Regions from separate parts of the Sus scrofa genome. Here region 2 is linked to region 1. Evidence: chromatin contacts called from public HiChIP or PLAC-seq data. All regions are on one chromosome and are shown on one strand. The core of a region is the stretch at or near the end of the contact, and the rest is flanking DNA. Distances in the headings are between cores, read along the strand shown.

What was found. HiChIP or PLAC-seq counts read pairs in DNA pulled down with a chosen protein or histone mark.
Region 2: an H3K27ac HiChIP or PLAC-seq map of skeletal muscle shows a contact between it and region 1, with 4 times the contacts expected there. The contact joins two enhancer-like sites. A contact is called at or near these places in 1 of 47 Hi-C or Micro-C datasets (heart right ventricle) and 1 of 2 datasets of contacts at active chromatin or transcription factors (skeletal muscle).

The regions. Positions count from the first base shown.
Region 1 is chr1:104,610,113-104,617,529 of Sscrofa11.1, reverse strand. No RefSeq gene overlaps it. Among named protein-coding and RNA genes, the nearest start is that of CCDC68, 140 kb to the right of the region's middle. Within about 2 kb of position 4,184, at least 3 of the 83 cell types and tissues checked have an H3K27ac peak or open chromatin away from gene starts, as enhancers often do. A contact at or near this core is called in skeletal muscle, where this site is marked.
Region 2 is chr1:105,311,794-105,319,210 of Sscrofa11.1, reverse strand. No RefSeq gene overlaps it. Among named protein-coding and RNA genes, the nearest start is that of TCF4, 240 kb to the right of the region's middle. Within about 2 kb of position 3,265, at least 11 of the 83 cell types and tissues checked have an H3K27ac peak or open chromatin away from gene starts, as enhancers often do. A contact at or near this core is called in skeletal muscle, where this site is marked.

The sequences.
Region 1 (7,417 bases), core at 2,935-5,434:
TCTCACAGGCTTTCACCACATACACTAAAATTGTCTACAGTATTTTTAAAATTTTATTTAATTAATTTCATTTTCTAAAATTTATTTTTGCTTTTTAGGGCCATACCTGCAGGCTATGGAAGTTCTCAGGCTAGGGGTTGAATCAGAGCTGTGGCTGCTGGCCTATGCCACAGCCATAGAAACATGGGATCTGAACCACATCTGTGACCTACACCACAGCTCATGGCAATGCTGGATCCTCAACCCACTGAGCGAGGCCAGAAACTTCATGGATACTAGTTGGTTTCCTTACCACTGAGCCGCAACAAGAACTCCTAAGGTATTTTTTTTTAATTGAAGTATAGTCGATTAGCAGTGTTGTGTTAGTTTCAGGTATACAGCCAAATGATTCAGTTATGTAAATATTTATATTCTTTTTCAGATTCATTTCTCTTATAGGTTATTACAAGATTATTTAAATAGAGTTCCCTGTGCTGTACAGTAGGTCCTTGTTGGTTATTTATTTTATATATAGTAGTGTGTATATATTAATCCCAAACTCCTAATTTATCCCTCCCTCAGTATTATTATTTATATTAAAAAATTGTATCTAGAATGAGGGTTCAAATACCTGGCTTTGGGGAGCAGAAGAAGATGGCTCAGTTGCAGTGGAGACATTAGACTGTATCTCTCTGAGGGCTCGAGGAAAAGGGAAGGAATATGAGTGTGTGTTGCAAGTGGTGGGGAGAGAAAAGAAAGACAAGGCAAGAGTTTATGGAAGTGTTTTTCTAGAGAAATATGGCCTCACTTGGAAGAGAAGGAACACTTGTAAAGCTGCCTGGAAGAGATCTGACCAGTGGACTCCACAAACTTCTTCTTGCCCTGCTGTACCTCAACAGTGGCTCCCCCTTTCCTGCTGATTCTTTAATTCTTTGGGTTAAAATGCACCTCGAGGAAGGTAGGATCCCATTCTCCAATCATCCACACATGTTTATCACCAAATAACGATGATCTGTTATGACTGGAGTTAATTTGAAGAGGTTTCATCATTTTGATTTTCCAATTGTCCAATAACTAAGTCACAAAGAGAAAGAAAAGAGAAATCTGCAAATCAGCCCACTACAAGGGACTAAAGAGGAATACAGTTACATACTGTACCTATCTCCTTCTTTTGATCATCTTACATTCCAATTATGGCAACAAGGCAAACATATGGAAACCAGTTATGTTAAAATTAAAAATGTAATTTCAAGGTCACAATAGAAAGAATATCACAAGGTGGTGTATGATTAATTACTGGCTGAATTATATAGAATTCAGGGGAGAGAGTGGATCATTGAGAGTGAGGTGACTGGAGAACATGCTGTGAAGCACATGAGAAGGATTTGAAGACAGAGAGGCAAGTAAGGGCATTCCAGGTGGGTAGGATGGCATGAGTAAAAATAAGAAGGCAAGACAGGTGTTTTGGGGGAACAATGAGTTAACCAGTTTGGAGAGTGGGTTTTTGGAGGCGAGGAGTCTGAGACGAGGTAAATGGTAAGTTAGACAGCCATGCAGGAACAGGTTGAGTTTAATTATCTAACCTGTGCTGGGTCCCTGAGGCAGATGGCTTGCCAACAAACTTGCATGAATTACCCTCTATTAGAATTTTTAAAAAGGGGTAAGTTCCAGGTTGATTCACTGAACATCTTGGGCTCACAATCCGTGCCTGTCTTTTAATAGCAAGTGTGGCAAATGGAAACGGTACCTGGGCTTTGTCTCCATAGCAGCGACTCAGAAAAGCCTGATGACATCAAGCTGAAAGCGACCAAACTGTTGTCATCCCCCACCCCCACCCCCATTACCCACTGGAAGATGAGGAGGTAATAAAGAGAAGATGCATGGCTGGTTGTTTCAAGAGACTGCTGGGACCAAGGAGATGGGGTCTCCAGAACCAGAAGATCCTCACTGTCAAATCCCATCAAAATCAGGGCAGCAGTAAGCAGAGACCCTGGACCCCTTACTTCACACTTTGCCAGCTCAAAACCAAAGAGAACTTGGCACTGAGGGAAAGCTCCTGAACCTTCGAGAAAGTTCCTTAAAAATTCCTAAGGGAATGTGCAACCTAATTTAGTACTCTCAAAACTTCCTACTTGTCCCTTAAACTCTAAATTCTGTCTGCTCATCTTTAAAAGAAGGATAACAGTATGACCTACATCACCCCAAGACTGTTTTGAGAATTCAGTGAGCCCATGCATGTAAAAGATTTACAAAGTGGCTTATAAAAAGTTCTCAGTGACGGTTAGGTACCATTAATGTAGCTGTTTTTACTCTGTCTTTCCTGGCCCCTCCAGATCTTTGTCACAAGAGCACGGAGTAGATAAGTAGGTGGGTTTTTTTTTTTTTTTCCCCTTAGATTTAGATCACTTGGAATGACCCAAAGAGGGCTTAACACTAGAATGCCTCTGGGTTTTAGAATGTCAGAAAATATTTCTCCCTACCTCTCCTCTTTTTGCTTCTTTCCTTCCTTCATAAAACTATATTCTGAAACCTTTAGGGGGAGGAAAGGATTGGGAGGGTGGGAATAACATATACACACTGCTGTACAAAATAGGTGATTAACAAGAACCTACTGCACAGCACAGGAAAATCGACTCCAGTTTGTCATCACCTATATAGGAAAAAATAATGGCTATATTTATATATATGGATGATTCACTTTGCTGTACACCTGAAACTAAGACAATATTGTAAGTCAACTATAGTCTAATAAAGTTAAATTTTAAAAAAAGAAAATATCGTTTCACTGATAATAACAACTGAAGATTTTCTAAAGTTCTCTATTAAAAAGGTAAAAATGCAACTATATTCTGAGGGCAATCTCTGTGCCAGGGACTTGGATAACCATTTCTATCATTTCTAGGCTCTAAACAGACTCAAACAAGACCAGTTAGTTAGTTCCTGGTTTCTGAGGAGTCAAGGATCCTGTTTAGATGTGAGTTCACGGAAACGGAGTTAATAGGGTTTCTCAGTCGCTGGGAAAAAAAAAATGCCTTCACTTTAAGAAAGAAGACAAAAAAGTATGTGACCAGTCTGGTAGTCAATTCCAGTGTGTGTTTGGAGCAGGAGGGGGACCGCTCTGAATGTCCAAGGGCAGCGGGCACACAGTCAGGCAGCACAGAGCTGGGACCAAGGCCTCCTGACCAGGGAGAGGTGCAGACAGCAGGCAGCACTTCCATGCGCAGCCCGAGACTCATTTCTGTACCTGGCCCAGCCTCCCAACCCCATCAGCTGTCAAGTTGCTGGGAGAAAAGTGCTATGAAGGCAATGGGACTCATCTCCTTCTAGCTGTTATTCTATGCTACTATGGTCATGACTTCTGTTTAATATATTCTGACCGGCAACAGCATCTCAGTGCTCGGCAGACCACAGAACTGAGCATGGCTGTTGCTGTTATACAATAGTCTGAAATTTTAAATCTACAGACCCAGGATCCTCAGAGAAGGAAGGGAAGGCTCTGAAGAGTAAACAGCAGGGGGTACGTCCTCAGTCCACGATTTGGTAACCTTGATCTCAGGCCTCGTCCAGAGGACTCTCTGCCCAAATTGCCCCAGAGGACATCGATTTCTTTTCTTCCTCCCTTCTTCCCTCCCTTTCCTTCCCTTTCCTTCCCTTCCCTTCCCCTTCTCCTTCCTTCTTTCCTTCCTTCCTTCCTTCCTTCCTTCCTTCCTTCCTTCCTCTTTCTTTCTTTCTCTCTCTCTTTTTTCTTTCTTTCTCTCTTTCTGCCACTACCAAGGCATGTGGAAATGCCTGAGCCAGGGATTGAACCAGCACCACAGTAATGACCTGGGCTGCTGCAGTGATAATGCCGCTGCGCCACAATGGACCTCCTAGGACACTGATTTTGGACACCTTAAGAAAGTCTTTTCAAAACCAGCGAGAATTCAGAAATGACTTGATGGGCTTAAGAATTTAGTTTGTTTTGGCTATTGGCAGATTGCAGAGAGAAGGGACCCCATGACAAATTAGGATCAATAATCACTGGAAATATCACATTTCCCATTTTGCTAATAAGCAAGTCACTGGGAGACTAACAGCCGACAAGAGCTCAGTCCAGACTTTGCCTGGCATTTCTAGCATCCCAAATTAGCAGCAAGTGTCATCAAGCATACAGGAGGAATTCCAGAGGAACCAAATCATTGCTCTCCAAATAGATGGAGAGAGGATGTAGTGAGGGGTCAGAAGTGGAGAGGACAGGCACAGGAAACCTTTGTGGTGTCATTTCTGTCCCAGAACAGGATGCCGGAAGGTGAGGGGTCAAAGCAAAGGGAAGTCTAACATCATAGTACAAAACGTAATCAGGAATGATTGGATTTTAATTGTTTCATTCTTCAGGGCAAGTGCTGCATGATCACTTAGCCATTGAATCTCTATTGTTTTACATTTCTTAAAGTTTATTTTTAATTTAAAGTCAGTAAATGAAAGGTTCAACAAACAAAAGTAGAGGTGGGGGAGAAGTCAAGGAGGAGCTTGTTAAAAAATGCAAACACTGAGGGACTTTTCTTTCTTTTCTCTCCTTTTTTTAAAATTTTCCCACTGTACAGCAAGGGGATCAAGTTATCCTTACATGTATACATTACAATTACATTTTTTTTTCCCCAAGAGGGACTTTTCTGTTGGACTCTCTCAAGCTGCTTCTTCCACTGGATATCTGGGTTGTAATTTGGAGCTTCAGCTCTGGCTTTGGCCCTATGCAGCTTCCTTGGATGTCCAGTCTTACCAAGTTATCTTTCTATAAACTCTCTTCACCTTCTGGTGGTACATAAAGAAGGACTCTTCAGCTGGCCAAAGAGGGAGTAGAAACTTTCAGCATCCCTTGGATTACCTGAGGTTCCCCTCACCCCAACAATTCCAGATGCTTAGAACTAACAAGCAGTTCATTGATAGTGTCAATATCAATGGTAAAGAAACCACGAATGATATCTCTCTTTACAAGTGAATTTCCCATGGACGATCCCAGTCTATATCCACCAGGGAGAAAGCGCACATGGCTCAGGTAACAACATGCAGAGTCACATGTCCCCAGTAGCTAGAGTGTTGGGGGTTGGAGAAAAGAGTTCACAAACCTGACCTCGGAATGTGGAAAGCTCTCAGTCTCTGAAAGTGTTCTCCCAGGTGGATGCAGCATCGTGTTCCAAGTTCTTCCAGGATCCTCCAAAATCAATGTGAAGTTCTTTGGAAAAACTTGCATGGTGTTCAGAGGGTGCCCATCTGCTATCGCCCTGACTGTCTGCATTTTAATTTTTGAACTCTAGTCCAGGAAACCTTCCTCAAACTCCACTCCATTCCCTGACAGAGTACGGGAAACTCCACCTTGGGACTTTTTTGTACTCGTGTTCTCCCATATCCTCAGGATGGCACTAAAACTGGGACTACAAGAGCTGCATGTAGGCATGACACATGATGGGAAATGATGGGCTCTGTCAGATGGATGGTACCCCCAGTACCTCCCATGGGCAGGTCTAGCCACTCAGCCCTAGCAGTAGAGCTGGGCTATTTTCTGAATATAAGAACCATAAGGATACCTAGACTGTCTTTAGAGAACTTAGCTATTATACCCTCACCTCTCAGGTCAACTTAATGGCAAAGATTTAAGAAGGGAAAACATGATTCATTTGTTTTCATTCACTAGACAAAAACCTATTGGATACCTACTCTGGGCCAAGCACTCTGCTGGATTCTGGGAATATAAGAGTTAGCAAGACAGATATTTGTCTGTCCTATGGATAAAACACAATAAATAAATAGGATGATTTCAAGTTACGATCAGTGCTATGAAGGTAACCAGCAAGGGACAGAGGTAGAGAGGACGGAATACTTTAGCTGGGTGGTCAAGTTCTGCTTACAGAAGTGGCCTTTAACTTGAAAAGAATGAGAAAGAGTTTTGTAGGCAAAAAATGGGGAGGAGAGGGAGAGAGCACTGCAGGGAAAACAAACAGCATGTGTATGGCTTAAGGTGAGAAAGCTTGTGTGTTCCAGGAACTGGATGAAAGAACCTAGCAGAGGGTTATGACCCAAGAGTGGGAACAAAGACTGGCAAGATAAGCAGGGGCCTGATTGAGGATGGCCTTAACTTCTAGAGTGGGAAGTTTGGTTTAATTCTTAATGAGGTGGAAATCTATCGAAGAGTTTTGATTAGGGCTTATCAGATACATGAAGGGAAGTGAAGTGATACAATTAATGGCACCTTGTTTGTGTTTCTTCATTGAGGATAGATTGGATGAGTGTGAAGAGAAGCAGAGAGACCAACTGGGAGCTGTGGCCGGGACCCACATGAAGGGGAGGGCGGCTTGGACTAGTACCGGGCAGTGGAGGTGGAGAGAAGTAATATAACTAATTTCAGTCAACCAGGTGTTCGATCCAAATCATGCCAAATGATTTTATTGTCCTCTTCTCCTATTTTACCTTCCAAATATTTTTGCATAAAGCCAAATGGAAAAATAAGAGGGGGAAAACAATTAAGGGGTAAAATGTTAATATAAAAACAGTAAAATTCTCTACTCATTCTTCCTGAAATCCACCAAGATTTTTTCAAAGTAACTCTTACAAGTAGGCACATCTTCTCTGGACTGAAACAACCAATATTTGTCTTTGGGGGGTGCTGCTTTAGTCAAAATGGCCAATAGATTATGCAAGAATCTGAGGTCTAAATCAACCAAATGTGGAGAAAATCTGGAGCCCTGGAGCGAACATCTTTCCAAAATGCTACTAGTTTAATTACAAAATGATTTACAAATGACATTGTCTGGTATACTAGTTTGAAAGAATCATCCTTGTTAAAGATCTGTCAAATTTTAAATGGTCTTTTTCATGAAATCACAATTTGATCTGGGATCATGAAAATGTCCAGCCCCCCTATACTATGGACAACTGTTGGACCACACCTGATCTTGGATCTGGTGCTGTTCACCCTTCTCAACCTCACTCTCTTGTCTAGTTTGGCTTCTTCAAGTCTCATCACTAAGATATTCAGCTCACTGTTACAAAATGTTGTCATGGATCTTTTGATTCTCTTGATAACATGACTGGCAATATTAAAGAATTTTAGGAGTTCCTGTCCCGGCGCAAAGGAAATGAATCTGACTAGGAACCATGAGGTTTCAGGTTTGATCCCTGACCTCGATCAGTGGGTTAAGGATCCAGCATTGCTGTGAACTCTGGTGTAGGTCGGAGACGTGACTTGGATCTTGTTGCTGTGGCTCTGGTGTAGGCTGGCAGCTACAGCTCCTAGCCTGGGAACCTCCATATGCCGCTGGTGTGGCTCTAAAAAGCAAAAAAAAAAAGAGAGAGAGAGAGAGAGTTTTAGAGATACCTTTCATGGTGCGTGCTTTGCCTGAAAGGGAAAGATTACTTTAATTAAAGGCGGAAAGCCTTAATAACATAAAACACCACACAGATC
Region 2 (7,417 bases), core at 2,016-4,515, 700 kb before region 1:
TTCAAATTTTCTAACTCCTTTTGAAAAATTAACTCAAATTGTTTTAACTTTACATATTTTGTATAAATGACCTTGTATTTGTGTGAATGTAGGGATTCTAATAAGGGGACACACCTTTTTAACTAATTCCATGACCCCGTCTCATGCCCAATGAGTTCTGTGGAACCAAATGTGATAAATTTATTTGTACTAAATTGCTTTCACGCTGGGGAACACTCACAGGATGAAGCTTTCCCACTCCCTTTAGGAACTAACAGATATCAGCAAGCAAAGAAGAAGTAATAAACACTTATCTAAGCCTGGCTGCACCACAACTCCAATCTCCTACTCCAGCCTTTCACTCCTTCAGTGACCATGGCATTCTGGGTAGAAAATGTCATATTGATGGTGCTTCTGTTGTCAAAGCCAGAAGAGTACAGGACTAACTCTCAGTTCAATAGCACTGTTTCTCTAAGGATGCGTGTGTGTGGTGTATTTCCCCAAACAATAACAGTCCTTGTTTATGAGTGAGCCAGTGGTTTTACCATTCCCTCAGACACAGCCAGCAGAGGGAGCAAAATTTATCAGAACAACAGTATTCCCTGATGTCCTAGCATGAGTAAGAAATCTGGAAGACATACTATATAAGAAATTAATAAAATCAAAAGATTTCATTCCATTATGATTAACCCTATTATGCACAGAAGCAGGTCAAGTGGTGGGGGTAATGAAAAGCTAATAAACAAGGCCAATTGGTGTAATCAGGAGACTGGAGGGCCAGTGGTTGTGAATATGATGAGGTAACTGGTAAAACAGCACTTGTTTCCTTTTTCTTTCCAAAAAACTCTTACACAAAAAATAAAAACACACACGCACATACACATGGATATGCAATATGTGTGTGTTCTTAATTACATTGCTGGAAATACTTGTGTTCCATTTATATAGTTTCACATATGTTCTTTAATATGTGAATATAGATGCTCCTAAGGGAAATCTTTTTTCAATTTCATTCATGTTAACAATTTTCTTCTCTCTCTTCTCTCTCCCAGTCCTGTTTCATTGGTCTCTCTCTCTCTCACACACACACAAACACACACAGACACACAAAGACTCTCACACATGTACACACACATACAATCCAACTTTGCAACAGTTTCAGTCCTTGGATGCTTTGAAAGCTGCTAACATGTTTTGAGAGGAAAGCAATTTTTCAACTTCTGTTTTATCCCAAACCTAACAGGTGACTGGCCTAAAGGGAGTTTGTTCCCCAACCCCTGCTGAATATGGCTGGCTCACCACAGCCCTAGCTTCTCAGAATTTAAATCACATGTGAACATTTGGGAGAGAGAGAGCTTTTAGGAACAGAAAGAACTGGAGTCATTGTTTGGTCTTCCTTCCGTCTCCCTTTCTCTCTCTCTCTCTCTTTCTAAGTACGATCCAAATTGATTGTTTCCTCTCACCTGTAGTCATTTTCCTATTTTAGTGCATTGATAATATCTAGACCCATGTTGTTTTCAAGTTTTCTCAACCTTAATCCCTAGAAATCCCGTAGAGTGTGTCAAATTAGAACTCCATTCTGGCAAATACATCTTCACATTGCTGTGCAGTCCACTCAATATGTTCATTAGAATTTAAGGCTCTTAAACATTTTTGCTCAAGTGTATCGATTTCTTCCTTGCCCCCCTGCTTTCATGCTTTTCCTGCTTCTTCCTTACTACCTCACTCTCCTGCCATATTTCAAATGTTTACACTTCATCCCCCCAATTCTATGGGTTTCAACTTACAAAAGATCTCTATAATATAGCCATCCCCTCTTTTATACACAACCTGATGTTTTGGTTTGGGATGCAGCAAAACTTGAGCACCAAATTCATATGCAGAAATCCAAAGTCACAGGGGCTGGGGTAGTTACTAGTATGCTCTTCTTTTGGTTTTAAAAGGAAACTATTTCCTTTTTTCTGCAAGTTGTTTACAAAATAGCACAAAGACAGCAAACAACATTAAATGATCAAGTTTCCATGTTTATAGGTAGGTTTCTGACTGCATGAAAGCAAATGTAAAATGAGAATTTCCTAATAGATGCTTTCAAAATCTCCAAGAATTGCAAAGCAGCTTTTCTTATCAAAGTGCATTCAAACCAGTCCTAAGATTGTCTAGAACCCTTATTCACAGAAAACAAAAACCCTCCAAATAATGTATAAACATTTACTTTTATGAAGAAGGGAAATACTGATGCATGCCCACTGGTTTATTACAATTGACATTCCTAAGGATTCAGAGCGCAGTAATACATATGATTGTACAATCATCAAAAGAAGGACTTAGAAGAATTTCCTATCGACTTGATGGATAACACAGATTTTCTAAGATTTGGGTAAAAATTGCATATATTTTCTTTCTACAAGAATAAATATCTACATGTGAATTTCGCTAAAATAGAAAAAAAGAGTGCTTAAACTGAGAGAGCCGGAGTCAGATGTTTTTTCCTTATTATGCTTTTGAATGCTACAGAATTGGTTACTGGATAGGCTTGGGAGTTTTTTTAGTAGAAAAAAAATCACAAAAATGTTTTAATAATGCATACCTAACGTTTATTTTCTTATTAGTAATTGTTATGAAACCAGAATGCTTTGCCAGCCTATCCAACTGCACCTGTTACTAGATATTTCCAAGAGACTCACACACCAATTTTGCCTGAGTGCACTGGGTGTATTTCCCGTTGTTTTGATTGTACAGTCAGGGCACAGGCAGTTTGCATTCAAACAAGAGGGCACGTTTTATTCAAAGAGGGAGAGTGATGTCCTTGGAACTCCAACCTTAATGAAACATTTTTCAAAAGGATACGCTGATTGGAACTGGGGCAAGAGCCAAAGAGAGACGTCCGGAGAGAGAAGGGTGAGTGCATGATTGAGAGGAAGGAAATGGATTAGATCAGCAAACCCAAACGACAGGATCCCAAGAGATTTCTAAAAACAAACAAACAAAAAAACTGTATGAAGTCATTACAGGCACACCGCATCCATCTTGCGGGGTAGATGCATGCTCCAGAGTGCAAAGAAAGTTTGCCCCTCCAACCTGAGTCTCTGCAGAATTCTAAAGATTCCCCCACCATCTTAAGAGCCTTCAGTCCCAAACTGCTTAAAGGATGATTGGCTGAAGTTCCTCTGACTAATTTTGGCAGAAGTCACATTTCTAGCTGGTTGATTTGGGCATCAAAACGCACCGATGTCTTCGGACATCTGTACTAGAGAGACACCCTTATGCTAAAACCCGACTCCAGCACTCCCCTTACAAAAATAGCACGTTTCCGTTCATGCGGAACGCTGATTAGACTCTCCCAACACAACTCATACTTTTTAAAAGGCGCGTCAGAATTTTAAAGTGCATTAAATAAAGGGCATTGGCACATTAATGCAGCTCCGTTTGAGGAAAGATGCTGCACAATTTCCGCTGAACCATCGTGCAAACCTTCAATAAAGAAAGTTCTCAGAGGGAAAAAAAAATACACACAGGCACACATCCTCGATGTGGAGAACAGTGTCCTTGGGAACTAAATAACTTAGATGGATATAAAACTAAGCCTTTAAGGTGCTTTGTTTCACATACTTAAGGCAGAGCATGACTCCCCAGGGGATGGTTGTTTTGCTAACTTATTTAAAATATTCTATTTTCCCTGCAGCTGTTGCCTGCATGGTAGGAAGACACAGGATAGTCTGCTTGGTGATTTTTGAAGATAGATGTTACTTTCTCCTATGTCTAAATGTACATTTAGAAGAAACAAATGGCTTTCTGTATTAAGGGCTTTTCAAAATGACTGTGGTGTTGTCAACAAGCTGGAGGAGTTGCAGGGACAGTGTGACAGGTGGATTAGATCCCTCTTAGCCTTGGCTCTTGCTCACTCATCCCTGGCAGAGGTGCTGATGTAGTTTATGCCACAGAAGATAAAGGTTCTGCGCATGCAGAGTCCAGATATTATGTGGAACACCCAGGGTACAGCTCTGTGCCATGATCCCCATGCCTGCTAACAGTGGCAGAGAAAATACCAGATAGGGGGAGGGCACATACACCCAAGCCCAAATTAGGCAGCTTTTCAAGGCTGGAAGAGACTTAATTGAATGGCTGCAAAAGCAGCCCTAGCAGCTGGAGAGACTTGTTCGGCGGCTTTTACTCCATGCTCGAGTGTGTTTCCAAGTTTAACTTCTTGGAAAAATAAGGAAACTGAAAAGATAGGGGAAAAAATTCCTTTTATAGCAAAAAATAGTGACAACTGAACACCTTAAGAGCTTTTAGAGCTCGTTTGGGTTGGAAAGAAATATCTTTCGGTTCTACAGTCCTACATCTTTTTTCTATTTCCTAAGCCGATGTCAGTTACACTTATTGTCAGTTTGGAACATGGAAAAGACAAAACAAAAGAACTTTGCTCTGAGCAACGTTAATAACAGCATTGGCCTTCTGGATGGTGGAACTGCTCCCAGCAGAAAGATCTGGTAGCTAAGCCGGCCCAGATGATTAAACTGGAAGGGTTACTGAAGTTCATGGCTTAAGTAATGGCTTTCACCTGTAGGCTTCCAGCCACAATCAATAATTTTGCCAAGAGAAACCCACAAAGTGCTCAATGGGACATAAGCAAGTCTCCTTTCTAAATCACAGGTGGTACCATCATGCCTAGTCACTGATGTTCTTTCATGCCAGATAATTTCACTGGCTTCTTGCTCTTAAGAGCTGCCATCTCTTAACTCTTCTCTTCTTTATCCCATGTCATTTGTCTACTATAACTGATCCAGATTTTCCACTAAAACTGTAAACTGCCCCAAACTAGACCAACCAAGATAGGGTGAGAACAGATGAGGTCAGCAGAAATATTTACTGGGCACTAATAGTTTCCAGTCCTAAGATTTTTTTTTTTTAGTCAAAAAAATTTTTTTCTAGTCAAAATTCAGGGATCAAAGACCAAAACTGTCACACCCCTAGGAGAATAGGTATTCATCCCCCCACCACCAAAGCACTTAACTAAAGAAACATGGCAGAGCTTTTCTTGTCATCGAAAACATGGCGATTTATAAATAGAGGATACTCATTCCTCATGTGCTGAAATGATGTGCAGAATCTGGTCAACACTGAATTCACAACATCGCAAAAGAAATGGCTGTGTGTATTTTTCAGCATGTTCCAATGAAAAGGAAATATATTTTTTAAGAAATAAAACATACTACTCAAATACTTACCGCCAGAATGAGATTCTCTGGAGCAAGCCCTTTGAGATGTCAGAGACCAAGGCTCAGTTTTCCTTCCATGAGAAAATGAATTGTGCATTTATCTCAAGGGACAGATTACAGATTTCATAATTCTGACAGAACAACTGTAGCACGGCTTCAGCCTCCCACATGTGTATATGTTACTGTGTAGGGGGGGAAATGAGATGCACAAGTCCCATTAATAATAGCAGATGCATGCTTAATTTCATGTGCACTGCACTGAAAAATTACTTCTTACTATCTAAAATAAGATTCAGGAAGAGCCTGGGAAATCAAGAGCTTTTCCAACATACCTTTGCGGTCCCTATGTGAACAGGGAGCTGGTGACTCAAGCCATTTAGCAGAAAAACCCTGAGAGCACCATCAGTATACCCTCGGGCAAAACCTTTGTGAACTTCACAGAGATCAAGGATCTTCTCTCAAGGAAGGGAAAAGCGTTGTCGAAAAATGATCCGAATGAACTTATTTACCAAATCGAAATAGACTCACAGACACAGAAAACAAATTTATAGTTACCAAAAGGGAAAGGGGAGGGATAAATTAGGAGTTGGGGATTAGCAGATAACACGCTACTAAATAGAAAATAGGAAAACAACAAGGACCTATTGTATAGCACAGGAAACTATAATCAATATCACGTAATAACCTAAAATGGAAAAGACTCTGAAAAAGAATATATATTCTGAATTACTTTGTTGTACACCTGAAACTAACAAAACATTGTAAATCAACTATACTTCAGGTTTGTTTTTTAAGGAAAAAAAAAAGCCTTGCAAGAATTTTTTATGCCTAAGAAAAGGTGGCGGGGGGAACACTGTGGTTTTACAGCAACTTCTGATCATGAGATACACAAGGCAAGAGCTTTCCAATATGCTGGTCTCCAAAGTGAATTCTTTCCTTGTGACTTTCACCATTCTCCCACAGAGTAAATATGACTGGGTAAGGTAATTTTGGCTATATTCATAGAGTTATAGAATTTTAATACTGAAAGACATCTTTGAGCTTATTGTCCTACTTTTAGGTTTTATGAGTCTAAACTTAGTATTAACTAGCCTTTATGCTAGATGTACTAGTCATTTAAATTTAATAATTAATTTGCTATGGTATTTAGATAAAATATGAACTATTTTATTTTTATAAAAGTAAAATAAAAGCAAAACACTTTTCTCCTCTCTAGTGACCAACTCATCTCAGAACTTTTGACTGGGAACTTCTTGCTTTCAGAATGAAAGTCTTGGCTTCTAGGAACCCCTCCATCCCAGGCAAACAGGGGGGCTGATCACGCCTTACTGTCCCCTGAGTTTTCCATTTCTATTCATGGCACTGCATTATCTCTGAGGCCCCTAATCTCGAAATCATCTTGGCCTTCTGTCTCCTACATCCAAACACTCAAGAGTTTCTGTCTTTTAGGTCTGAAGATGCTCTTTCTTCTGCCTTCTTCTTTTCACTGCCAATGATAGCTCAAGTCCCCATGATCTACATCCTAAATCACCACAAGCCCTTCTCTCTTCTCATTGGCCCCAATTCTCATCCAGCACTGGGTCTACCCACAAACCTCTTGAGATGACATCACAACGTTGAAAACTCATCACTCTGTGGCTCAGTTTAGTGACTCTTAGCCTGGCATTTAACACCCCATGTTACCTCCCCAATCTGTTTTTCTAGCTCTGTAATATAGAAACAAACAAAAACCAGAAAGCTTCAAGAAGAGAGAGAAATTCTATCCCAACTCACCAGTCTCCATCACTCACCAGATATGCCAATAAGGGCAAGCCACTTAATCTCTCTTGACTTCAGTGACTCCAATTATGCAATATTGCCATTCTTAAAGGAGAAAGGTAGTCTAGCTGATCTCATCAATTCTGATTTTGAAGCTGTGATTTTATGACGCCTTCTATCTTGGCTTGTTGACTCAATGGACTGTTAGGTATCTCCCTATTCTAGAAAAAAGCCCTAGAGATTTCCCAGCCAAGTGCATTTTTTTTTTGTATGCAGTTCTGTCTGGCCTTATACCTCCCTCATCTGTCTAGGAGTCCCTTCTGGCAAAGGCATACCCATTGTGCCCCCTTCCAGAGCTTCAGTTAAATATGTTTGTCTTCTCTGAATTTCCATGGCTCTTTTGTGACTCTGATCAGATGATTCCAGTTTGTATGGTTCTCTTATGTGTGCACAGGCCTTAT